Linked DNA regions of Macaca mulatta: region 1 is linked to region 2. Evidence: chromatin contacts called from public Hi-C data. All regions are on one chromosome and are shown on one strand. The core of a region is the stretch at or near the end of the contact, and the rest is flanking DNA. Distances in the headings are between cores, read along the strand shown. Region 1 holds the start of SPTY2D1 (SPT2 chromatin protein domain containing 1). Region 2 holds the start of TMEM86A (transmembrane protein 86A).

Region 1 (5,980 bases), core at 1,182-3,681, 65 kb after region 2:
AGGAGTTCAAGACCAGCCTGGGCAACACAGCGAAATCTCGTCTCTACAAAAAATATAAAATTGAACCAGGCATGGTCACATACACCTGTGGTCCCAGCTACTTGGGAGGCTGAGGTGGGAGGATGGCTTGAGCCCAGGTTAAGGTTGCAGTGAGCCGTGATTGCACCACCACACTCCAGCTTGAGCGACAGAGCAAGGTCCTAACTGGATGTCCACATTTTTATTTGCTCAATCTGGCAACGCTATTCCCCACACTTTGTAGCCCTAATACAGTTAGCACTTTCTGTTTTACATAATTACTTGTGTTCACACAAGAATTAAAAGTTCTGATCAGGCAGGCAGGATATGGGTCTTTCTTTGTATCATCCATAAGGTTGGGCACACAGTAGTAGTTTCCCAGGAAGTATTTCCTGAACTCAATAATAGACTGTTTTACAAGGATACAGGAAAATTGCTCCTCATTCCTTACCTCATTCCCACCTCCAGCAGTTGTTCTTGATTTTGACTAACTAGGTATTAGTTACCTAATCCAAGCCCTTTTACATTATAACTCCATGTACATAGACTTGTACCAGTTCAAATGGGCTAACTGAACTGTAGAGTCTAGTGTGGGTAACCTAAGGGTTCTAGTCTTGGCTCTCCCATTGACTAATGATACAGTATTAGTCTAATTTCATCTCTTCAAGCTTCAGCTTTTCATCTATAAAACAGTAACAAGAAATGCCTTATAGACACTCATGATTAGATCAGATAATCCATGTCAAGCACTAAGCATATAGTTAGGGCTCAATGTATACTAAGTATTAGAATATTGAATCTTGGGAGCTTTCCACTTACCGATTCATTAATTTGGTCAAAAAATCTTTGTTGCAGCTTTTACGTGCATTAGCAGGGAACTGTGCTGGTGATGGAAATAGTGATGGGTAAAATAGGCCTATGACCATTCTCATAGCTCTAACTACCACAGATACAGCCAACAGTTAAAAAAAAAAAAAAAAAGTAATTACAAACTAAAATATTCCATGAAGGGAAATACTGGGGGGTTGTAAGAATTTATAAAAGGGGCCCTGAGATAGCTGAGGAAGAGTTTCCTTTAGAAATGATAGTTGGCATTAATTGAAAACACTCACCATATGCCAGTGTATTCGTTTGCTAGGGCTGCCAATAACAAAGTACCACAGACTAGGTGGCCTAAACAACAGAAATTTATTGTCTCACAATTCTGGAGGCTAGAATTGTGTTGTTACCTTAAGGTCTCTCTCTTTGGTTTGTAGATGGCTGTCTTCTCCCTGTGTTTTCACAAAACGATGTAGGAGAGAAAGCCTTATCTATAATCAGAGGAACACAGGCAACTGCCTGTTATGTGGCTCAGGTTCCATAATGACGTTCCTTTAAGGCGCAAAATAATTTAAAGTTTCAACAGCTTTGATTTTGAATTACGTTCACAGCATTAAAGCATCAAAGAGTAAATAAGACTCAGCAGCTTTGCCTAGCACGTTTTAACAGCTTGACATGTTTACATACTGTATCATTCACCCGTCTTAAGTGTACGATTTTTAGTACATGTATAGTGCGACCATCCCCACAATCCAGTTTAGAGGCATTTCTATCCCACCGAAAAGATTCCGAGTATCTGTCTGGTATCAATCCCCTGGCTGGTTCACACCTGCAGACCCAGGTTTGCCTAATTATTTTCAATGTTTTTGCTAAGTCGAAATGACCTTACAGATGCAAGATGACTCTCAAAAGGAAGTCAGGACTAGGATCCCAATGAATATGAAGCATATGTTCATCAGTACACCAAAGTATGTAGAGGCTGGGTCTCTGTATGTCAGAAATTCCTTAATTCACTGCCTGAGCAAAAATACAGGTTGGCTGCCCCACGTAAAACTTATTTTCTAACCGGGGTAAAAGCAGTAAGCACGTGCCCCCATCCCCGGCACCCGTGCATCTGAGGAGGTGAGCGCACTTCCAAGTGGCGGGATTTGATGAGTAATGTTCATCCAAGACAGCACCGGGCGCTGCCGTGTGCGCCTGCGCAGCTTCGCGAGCGCCTAGACACAAGAAGCCCAAATCCTGGCTCGAGATCCGTCTGTTCAGCTGTTGCGGCGCCGCCGTTTGGATCTGAGCGCCTACCCGTGACAGCCAGAGAACCCAGGCTTTCCCTACCACCCCCTCACTTTCCCTACCCAGCGCTCACCAGGAGCAACAAGATGACAAGGCCACGCACTCGGGCCACCGGGGAAGCCGCTCTCCGCTTAGCCACACCCGCTTGGTCGCTAAAATGCCTAGTCCCTGCCCCTCGGGCCGACGCCAGCAGCCACGTATCACGTTTGTACGTGTCTCGGCCTAAAAGCGGAAGTTGCGCAGGGACTCGCGAGCGCTGTGGCGGCCCTGAAAGGATATAGGCCGTGGAGGGAAGGGGGCGGGCAGACGGCATAGGAAGGCGCCGGAAGTGGTCCCGCAGAGGCGGGGTGGCAGTAGGGCTGCCGAGGCAGTGCACTTGGCTGTAGCTGGGCTCCTCGGTTAGGTCCGCTGTCAGTCCTTTCCGAGTACCTGGCCCAGTTTCTCCCGCCTCGGCCCAACATGGACTTCAGAGAAATTCTCCTGATAGCTTCCAAGGGACAAGGTGTAAACAATGTGCCGGTAAGTAGCAGCTGGGGCGTCATGTAGGGGGACCCTAATCTTCCAAGTTCGGAGTATGTGTGGCCAATGGAACTTCTAGGCAGCCACCTATCGGCTCCGGGAGAGGAAAGACCTGGACGCCTTATTTTCTTTTCTTGGATTTATACTGTTGGGAACTCGGGGGAAAAGGGCTTTGGACGAGATGCGGGAGCCATCCTGTGAATGGGTTTTGCCGGCTTATTTACCCCTGCAACAGGGACTTTGCGGTTTGGGTGTTTTAGTTAGAACTGCGTGAAAGCGGTGAGTGAGCTGTGCCTGGCACGCAGTGGATTCTAGCGCTGGTAGTTTTTGGCTTCGGCATAAACTTCAGCCCAGAGATTGGGAAGGAAGTATGTATGTAAGGGAGTTAGGGGGGTTGGGGGTCCTTGGCCTGATAGCCTTTTGGCTGGTTTCTCATCAATCTTCAAGTCAAACGTTTAGTGATTTCTTGAAAGAATTCTCTGACGCGGCCCCACCCACTCAGCCACCGAGGTGATTAAATTATCACCTCCCAGGAGATGAGTATCATTTTTGGGAAGAGAAGTTTAGCAGATTCCACGAAATTCTTGGCCAACAGAATAGGCGAGCTAGTTTCAGCTTCCGTTTACTTGTAGCCTTCCAGATTTCAGTCTTTGTTTAAAATCTAGGTCCCATTTGCTCAGTAGATGTTTGTCAGTTCGCTTACAGTCGCAAGAGTGGTGTAAGACTTAAATGGTAAAGTGGTGGAGAGCGCCTGGTTTCTGGGGGTTGTGGCTGTTTTGCATAAGCTAATCATTTCCAGATTTTCAGATGGTACCCACAGCACAGCTGTAAACCGATAAGTTGCATGGTGATGCCTGCGGTTTGAGCAGTGAGGTGTAGAACTAAAACGACTCTCAAAGTCAATTCAGCTAGAAATGAGCTCCCACGAAGTGCTCTGCATTTCCTAGATATTCGTATATTGCAATATTCATTTTTTTCTCTTCTGCCTCTTTTTTTTTGTCTTCTGAGGCTAGTTCATTCTTTTATCCCTTTGAAAATATTGATCTGAAAAAGGTCTGTATTTATGTTTATAAATATGTGTATACACACACATACACAGCCATCCCCTATCCCAAGAACTCTGAATAACCATTCCTCTAAGCCGTGAGTCATAAGCTTCGCATGTTGAAGGTATAGAATCAAACCTTTGAAACCCAGATCAACAGATTTACTTTCTAGAAGCATCTGTAAATTTTCCAGATGAATCAATATTGGGTCTAGTTACCATTCATCTTTGCATAAGTTGGTCTATATTTCATTCTAGATCTTATTGAATTTCAGTAGAGGTCAAAGACTAGCTTTGATGCCCAGGACTGTTCTATGGAAGAATCAGAACTGTCATTTCTTATTTTGAAAGCCAGTAGCTGCTGGGAGAAAAGCAGACAGATGACCCTAAAGCAGAAAATTTCAAAATATGTGTATATTTCATAATATATGCATTATCTATGATTGGAATAACAGAGGAATCAAAAAGGGGGAAAAAGTAATTTAAAATTTAATAGATGGCCGGGTACAATGACTCACACCTGTAATCCCAGCACTTTGGGAGGCCTAGGCAGGAGGATCACCTGAAGTCAGGAGTTCAAGACCAGCCTGACAAATATGAAACCCTGTCTCTACTAAAAATACAAAAATTAGCCAGGCATGGTGGTGTGCGCCTGTAATCCCAGCTGAGGCTGGGACAGGAGAATCGCTTGAACCCAGGAGGCGGAGATTGCAGTGAGCTGAGATTGTGCCATTGCACTCCAGCCTGGGCAACAAGAGCAAAACTCCATCTCAAAAAAAATTGAGGCCGGGCGCGGTGGCTCAAGCCTGTAATCCCAGCACTTTGGGAGGCCGAGACGGGCGGATCACGAGGTCAGGAGATCGAGACCATCCTGGCTAACACGGTGAAACCCCGTCTCTACTAAAAATACAAAAAACTAGCCGGGCGAGGTGGTGGGCGCCTGTAGTCCCAGCTACTCGGGAGACTGAGGCAGAAGAATGGCGTAAACCTGGGAGGCGGAGCTTGCAGTGAGCTGAGATCCGGCCACTGTACTCCAACCTGGGCGGCAGAGCGAGACTCCGTCTCAAAAAAAAAAAAAAAAAAAAAAAGATAATATAGCCATATATTTTATGAATCATGCATTCTCTGACCCCTCCCCGCCAAAGCTAGTAAGCCTAGAAGTTTGATTTAGTTACCAGCATTATAATTCTTATCTTTTTACATGGAATTAAAGTCACAAAAGAAACTATTTGAGGAATAGACCCATAAGACTGTAGTTAAATTTCTTTCTTTTTTTTTTTTTTTTTGAGATGGAGTCTCACTCTGTTGCCCAGGCTGGAGGCTGGAGTATGGTGGCATGGGTTTAGCTCACTGCAGGCTCCACCTGCTGGGTTCAAGCAATTCTCCTGCCTCAGGCTCCTGAGTAGCTGGGACTACAGGCGCTCGCCACCACATCAAGCTAATTTTTGTATTTTTGGTAGAGACAGGGTTTCACGATGTTGGCAAGGCTAGTCTTGAACTCCTGACCTCAAGTCATTCGCCCAATTTGGCCTCCCAAAGTGCTGAAATTACAGGTGTGAGCCACCACACCCAGCCAAATTTCATGCTTTACTTGATTTGCAGTAACTTGATTCATCTAACTATTCCATTTACTTTATCAGCTTAATTTGGACACTTTCAAACATAAGGAATGTTAACGCATTTCTTATATACCCAAACCCCACATTTAGCATATTAACATTTTCACATATTTATTCCATCTATTTTAAAATAAATAAAGCTTTTTTCTTTTTTTGCTATCTATTTTAAAAGAAATCAAGCGTTTTTTCTTTTTTTTTTTTTTTTAATCTATTTTAAAAGAAATAAAGCTTTTTCTTTTCTTTTCTTTTTTTTTTTTTTTTGAGATGGAGTCTCTGTTGCCCAGGCTGGAGTGCAGTGGTGAAATCTTGGCTCACTGCAACCTCCGCCTCCCAGGTTCAAGCCATTCTCCTGCCTCAGCCTCCAGAGTAGCTGGGAATACAGGGGTGCACCACCATGCCCAGTTGATTTTTTTTTTTTTTTTTTTGTATTTTAATAGAGACAGGGCTGGTATCAAACTCCTGGCCTCAAGTGATCAGCCCACCTCAGCCTCCCAAACTTGCTGGGAGTATAGGTGTGAACCACTGAGCCAGGCCTGTCTTGAAATGTTTCTTGACTTGGATGGTGGCTTATAAGGATACTTGCTTTGTAATAATCTCTTACACTGTACACTATGTCTATGATATTTCACAATTATAAAAACAAATAGAGAGTTGGGGACTATCATATCAA
Region 2 (6,498 bases), core at 3,498-5,997:
AAGGGTGCTGGGCACCTGTGCACAGGGGAGTACAACAAGGACAAATTTGGACAGTGACAAATACCACCCATCCCCCATCCTCCTAAACCACATCCTCACCTACACCAGGGAAGTGAGACACACTCCAACCAGCACAGTGTCACCAGAGCCAGGGAGCCAGCCTGGCACCAAGATGCACTGCCCAGGACTGTGACTAGGCTGTGAGGACAGCCAGAGCCCCTGGCACCATGCCCCGATGCCCTCTCCAAGATAGGCATGTGCCACACAGGCCCACAAGCAGAGCAGCCAATGGCTCTTGATTTTTATTTTTTTTCACATGGGCAGCAGAAGATGGAGTTGTCCCATCCTTGCTCCCCTTGCATTGAATGTGCCTTGGGTCTTAAAACCCCAGAGTGTCATTGCAGCCCCCTCCTCTTGCTCCTAGTGTAGGAGGGGCAAGGAGGAAAGCCCTGTGAGTATGTGTGTTGGAGGGGAGAGGTCCCAGCTCCCTGAGCCAGGCTCAGCACCCCTCAGCAGCTCCCTGAGGCCCTCTCTCTGTGAGACTTTTGACAGACAGACAGCAGGACAGAAACATATAGCAGAGAAAGACATAGGCAGACTAGGAGACAGGCTACACACACACACACACACACACACACACACACACACACACACACACACACAGAAGCTGGCCCCCTCCTTTGGCATGGTTCACCCTAGCCCTGGGGACAGGATCTAAGGGTGGTATATGGGACCTGAGCTTTGGGCTTGCCTGAGAGAGAGATGGGGCCACTTGAATTCTTGAGACCCCAAGCTCCGAGACCAAAAAAGTTCTCTCTCCTGCCTAGCCTGGATCCACACCTCTTCATATCCCCACCCACCACTTAGAGATTGAGATTGTTCAAGTAACAAGGATAGAAGAGGGAAAAGGGAGGCTCCACTCTCATCCAGTCTTCCCAACTAGGGGCCTGTGAAAGGGGCTCCTGGGTCTAAGTCTTCTCAGCACAGATTCTCCCATTTCCCTCAACTCTGTGCAGATGAAAAAGGGGAGGAGTGGACGAACCACTGCCATTGGTCCTAGGCATAACACATGGAGTCAGACTCTTCCACCTGGTAGGGGAAGGGGGTGTGTCAAGAAGCTGAGCACCATCACCTTCCAGGAGGGCTTTTGAAAGTCCTGATGGGGTAGAGGTGGGGAGATGTCTACTTCTGGCTCCAGTCAAGGATTAGGCTGGCTCTTTTAGCTCTCAGCATTGTCCTGGACCACGAGTTCCGCTAGGGAGATCCTTTTCCAGCCTCCCCACTCAAACTTGCAAATTCCTCAGGCAGAACCTGCTGCCCCAGGATGGCACTGCAGCCATCCTGATCCAGCTCCTGCAGCTTCCCAGGATCTGGGCCCCAGCCCCAGGAGGAGAGAGGGGTGACCGGACCCTGGCACCTCATTTGGCCTTGCTCAGTCTGTAGTGTTCCACAGGCTCCCGGCTTTCGACAGCTGACAGGGCGACGAGCATTTGAGCCGCATAGTAGGTGGACATGATGAGCGCCCGAGAGTAGGGCACAGGAAAACAGAATTTGTTGAGGGCGATGGTCAGGTCTGAGATGATAAAGAAGAGTGCACCACTGCCAGCTGCCAACTCTGTCCAGCGCCAGTCTGCCCCGGCCAGCCGCAGCCCTGCCATAGCTCGCCAGCCCATGAAGCCGATAAGGGCCACATAGACCCCCACCAGGTAGGTGAAGGCACCTGAGAGGCACGGGTAGAGGAGGGCATAGCACAGACCAGACAGCACTGCCATCACCAGACCTGTCCGAAGAGCCAGTGGCCGCATGCCAAAGGCCGAGGCGTAGAACATGTGGGTCACAGCAAACATCAGCAGACCTGGGGGTAAGAGGGGCGAAGGCAGCTGAGGGCAAGCTTGATGAAGAATGAGTAACAGGGTGGGGGTAGGGATGGAGTGGAGTGTTTGGGATAACCCAGCAGCTTTGCTTTGGGATAACAGGGGTAGGAAAATCTAAAGTTAAAGACCCCCACCCCAGTCCCCTGAAGGACTCTGGAACTGATCACTAGTTCCCCTGCGAGGTCATCCCCTAACAGGGACCCTCACAGTCCCTGGTCTCAGAAACCCTCAGGCTCCCCATACTCTGGTTCAAGAACTCCCTCTTCCAAATCTTTGCCCACAGCCCCAGGACCCCTCTATCCCCAAGCCTAAGGACTCCTCCCAGGCAACTACTATGGCCACTGACCATGCACGAAGTATCCTTGGTCCTGCCAGATGAGGAAGGCGTCACCTACAGCAGAGAAGACAAGCCCCACAAAGATGCGGGTGGCACTAGGGTGGGCCAGCAGGAATCCCAGGCCATGGGCCAGAAGGAAGAGCCAGAGGCAGAAGATGGGCAGGCATTTGATGAGGGTGCTGACCCACGACGGGCTAGATGAGGGCAGCCAGAGCACGAAATACACGCAGGTGGCCTTGAAGAACGGCACCAGTTTGGGTCCTTCACTCTTCACCTGGAGGACACAGGACAAGGGCAGCACTCAGAACCTGGGGGCTTAAAGCCAGCATCCTCAGCCTAGGCATCCACCCAGAGACACTCCCACCCATACCCCCACCTCACTTCCACCCCAACCTGAGAAGACTGACACAGAGAAACCCTGCCTGACCTGCCTGTACCAACCAGCAGGTTGTGGCCAAACCCATCACTGCCCTGAGGCTCAGTATACTAGGAGGGGGAAGGGCTCCACTGTCCTTGCTGTCTGCCTCCACTCTTGGCCCTGGGGCTGGGCCGGAATAGTCACTCACTGGGCAGCAAACAAACTTTGGAATAATGTCCCCTTCGGCAGCCTAGTGTGCTTCTCCCTTCCTGCCCCCTCCTTCTCCCTCCTCAGGGCCCCTTTGGCCCCCCTCTCTGCCAGCAACAGCCCCCAGCTGTCTGGAATGGAGTGAAGTCAGTAGGAAACCACAGAGACGCCCTGACTGGCCAACTCGTGATCCTCAGCATGGGGCCAGGGTGCAGCCTTAGGGCCCTGGCAACACCAGGTGTGTGCCAGGAATGTGGGAAGGCAGGCAATGCCAACCACCTCAGCCACCACAGCCTCTCTCTCCTCAATCAATCTGTTCCTCAGCCTCCACTCCACCTGCCCCAGCCTGAAGGTGGCATCAAGGGCAAGGAGAGCTATGCTAGGGATGCTGGCTAGACAAATGGACCCATGAGTTGGGAGCAAGAAAATTGTCCCTCAAACACCAAATATTTCAAGGATTGGGGGAAGGGAGGGTGTGTGTCAGTCAGTCTCATTTCCCAGAGAACAAGAACAACTCAAGCCACACCAGAAAGAGGCAGGAAGCGGGGGAGGGGTTCTCTTCCCAGCTTCTGATCTGGAGCCAGCAGACAGGCTGGGAGATGGGGAACTGAGAGGGGGAAGTTAGAGCAGCTGACTTGGTCTCAGCCGGATTAGCAGAGGGCAGCTAAAGAAAGGTTGTCCCCAAGGCCACTGCAGGCAGAGTCCAAGCTGGGGGTGGGGGCTGCAGCGATATTCTGAATCTGTGATCCTTGAAACTCCCTTCCTTGGGCTGCTAACAGATTCCTTGAGGGTGATATGGAGCAGCTGGGGTTCCCTGTACACCCACACTCTGCCTAAAGTGATTGTGTCTCTGGCTAAGTGAGCTGTCCAACACAGGACTTGGGAAACACTCAGACTCCCAGACCACCAGGTACTTAAGGACTAATCAGACTGTGATGATGAGGATTGGGAAGAGGCAGATGGGTGGGTCCAGGTTCCAAGCCTTTCCTTGTTCTGCCAGAGGTAAGAGCAGTGAGAAGAGATGACTTCCACTTCCCATGGAAATTAAGGCTGGTCAGGGTAGGGGCATGGTCAGGGTAGGGGCATGGTCAGAGGAGGAGGCTGGAGGGGATGCCCAGGCCCACAATGCCCAACAACCACCTGCCAGCCCCTGGGAGCATTAACCTCCGCTCCATGGCCTCTCCCAGCCCCATATTTTCTAGAAGGAGATACCAGCAGTAGCTGGGGAGACTCTTACAGTTATAGGGAAGCCAATAGTAGAATAAGGAGGATGGGGAGACGAGACAAAAGGCTCGAGCTGATAAAGTCTGAAAAGCAGGGGATGTCAGAGAGAATGCCCCCTTTTCCTCCAGCGCGTTATCAGCGCTCCTTAGACTCAGGGGCGTCCGCCAACTTGTTTACAAAATGGGGAAGGTTAGGAAACAAACTTGGGACGGCATTCCCAGGAGGTCCCTGTCATCCTCCCAGCACTCCCCGCCCCCACGCCTCCCCGTGGTCCGCCTACGCAGAACCCGGCGGCCGCCAGCGGTCCCCTCCCTCTCCCGGGCCCCGACCCCGCCGACCGGCGCCAAATACGTGGAGATCAACAAAGTCACGCTTCCGAGTCACGTGGCCAGTGTTTTCCTCCCTCCCGCGGGCGGGCTGGGGGCGAGCGAGGAGGGGCGCCGCGAGTCTGAGGAGCGGGGGACCGTGACAGCGCCCGCCTCCCGCCGGGGAACGCCGGCCGCCGCGGGACCCCCGCCCCGCCTCGGCCCCTAGCAGCTCGGCCTGCCGAAGTCCGGTGGCCAGGCCGGTGGGCTCCAGCCGCGCCGGAAACTGGCTCGCTCGCTCGCTCACTCACCACAGTGACCGGGGACACCATGGCGGGGGCGGCGGCAGCGGCTGGCACCCCGCTCCCGGCTGCAGCGGCCAGGACGCGCCCACGGCCAGGTGAGCCGGCGACGACTCTCCAAAGCGCGGAGGGACGGACAATACCTCCCGAGCGCCAGGCGCCCGGGTTCTGTCAGCTAGCCCCGTGACGTCACCGCGGCCAGGGCCAATGAGCGGGCGGGAGCCCGGGGGGCGGGGCCCGGCTGGAGGCGCCGGCCAGGCCTCCGGCTGCTGCTCGGAGAAACGAAGCATCTCCCAGGGGTCAGAAGGCGGGGACCCCCCAGACCCCGCCCCCTTGGGAGGCCGTGCCAAGGCGTCCACGGAACGTGAACGTGACAGTGATCCCAGTGCCTGGGTGAGGACTGAGCTTGGCTCAGAGACAAACACATTGCTGTCCTGGACGCACAGCCACATACATTTTCTCATAACCCAGGAGCAAAAGGCAAAGACAGATTCCCTTAAGCCTTTAAACATGCAGTCCACGCCGATACAATTGCAACTGGACCCACAACCTTCACTGTATACAAACACACATCCAAATCATCAGTGAACACAAAACATTCGACTTGAAAAGCGGCACGTATATAGGTATGCAGCAGCCATGGACCCATAATCGTAGCATATACATCACACATACAGAATCATATTTACCCTTAAGCACTCAACAAGTACACAGATCCAAAACCAATAACCACAAATTGGCATATATTCTCCGAGTAAGAATAGAAACATAAGGCCGGGCGCGGTGGCTCAAGCCTGTAATCCCAGCACTTTGGGAGGCCGAGGCGGGCGGATCACAAGGTCAGGAGATCGAGACCACAGTGAAACCCCGTCTCTACTAAAAATACAAAAAATTAGCCGGGCGCGGTGGCGGGCGCCTGTAGTCCCAGCTACTCAGGAGGCTGAGGCAGGAGAATGGCGGGAACCCGGGAGGCGGAGCTTGCAGTGAGCCGAGATCGCGCCACTGCACTCCAGCCTGGGCAACAGCGTGAGACTCCGTCTCAAAAAAAAAAAAAAAAGAATAGAGACATATACAGGGGCTCTACAGCAGCTCGTAGACCCATGACCCCAATATAGAAACAAACACAGATAATTGCCCTTAGGCACACACCTCTTACAACTCAGAGACAACTGCCACACATACAAGAGCACCCCAAGAATGACAGACAGGTAGACCTGAGTATACTTAAGGACCCAAAGAAGCGTGAGCCAACTTTGCCAAAAATACGTCCCAAGTTGATTTAATGTTGATTTTACGTAGACTAAACGAACACAAGCTCATTCTGAGCCGTGCATGTTCAGAATCATTGGAATTACATGGATGGAGAGGTAGGTGGCCAGATGGACTGAAATCTAGTCCCAGTTTTGCCACTTCCATGCTGTTAGATTGGGTGAATCACTTCCCCTCTCTGGTCTTGATTTCCTCTCTTAGAAGATGAGCGGGTGAGTTCTAAGGTTCCACCCAATTCTGACATGTATAGGATGGGGAAGAGGAAGGCCTGCTGGTTTTAGGAAATTTAAGTCTAGCAATCCTGGAGATGGAGATTTCAGCTATATCTCAAAGGATGGACAAGTGGTCTGTAATCTGCTGTAGAAGGGCAGTAGCTGTGTGTCAGGCTTTGGGAATTGATGGGAAAGGGGTGACCAGCCCTAATTAGCAGCCATAAAGGAGTTTCAAACATCCTTGCATGGTGACACAGGCCCTTGTGCTGGTCCTGAGCCTTGTGCTGTTTGGGCAGAGACCCACAGGCTGAAGTCTCCTGTAGGCCCCTCCCACAATGGGTCTCTTCCTTTGTCTTCTGGATCCTACCCAGTTTTCCCTAAAGTCCCAACACCCATTCAGAGGGGTGATA

What was found. Hi-C and Micro-C count contacts between places; a contact is called where the count stands out from the background.
Region 1: a contact with region 2 is called in a Hi-C map of fetal cortical plate, with 1.6 times the contacts expected there. The contact joins the promoter of SPTY2D1 here to the promoter of TMEM86A in region 2. A contact is called at or near these places in 2 of 14 Hi-C or Micro-C datasets (cortical neurons and fetal cortical plate).

The regions. Positions count from the first base shown.
Region 1 is chr14:46,754,004-46,759,983 of T2T-MMU8v2.0, forward strand. It overlaps SPTY2D1 (SPT2 chromatin protein domain containing 1), which reads left to right and starts at 2,432. Exons shown (of 6, transcript XM_015114657.3): 1 at 2,432-2,646. The coding sequence starts at 2,587.
Region 2 is chr14:46,686,193-46,692,690 of T2T-MMU8v2.0, forward strand. It overlaps TMEM86A (transmembrane protein 86A), which reads right to left and starts at 4,748. Exons shown (of 3, transcript XM_015114655.3): 1 at 4,617-4,748; 2 at 2,221-2,485; 3 at 290-1,855. The coding sequence starts at 4,637. The coding sequence ends at 1,419.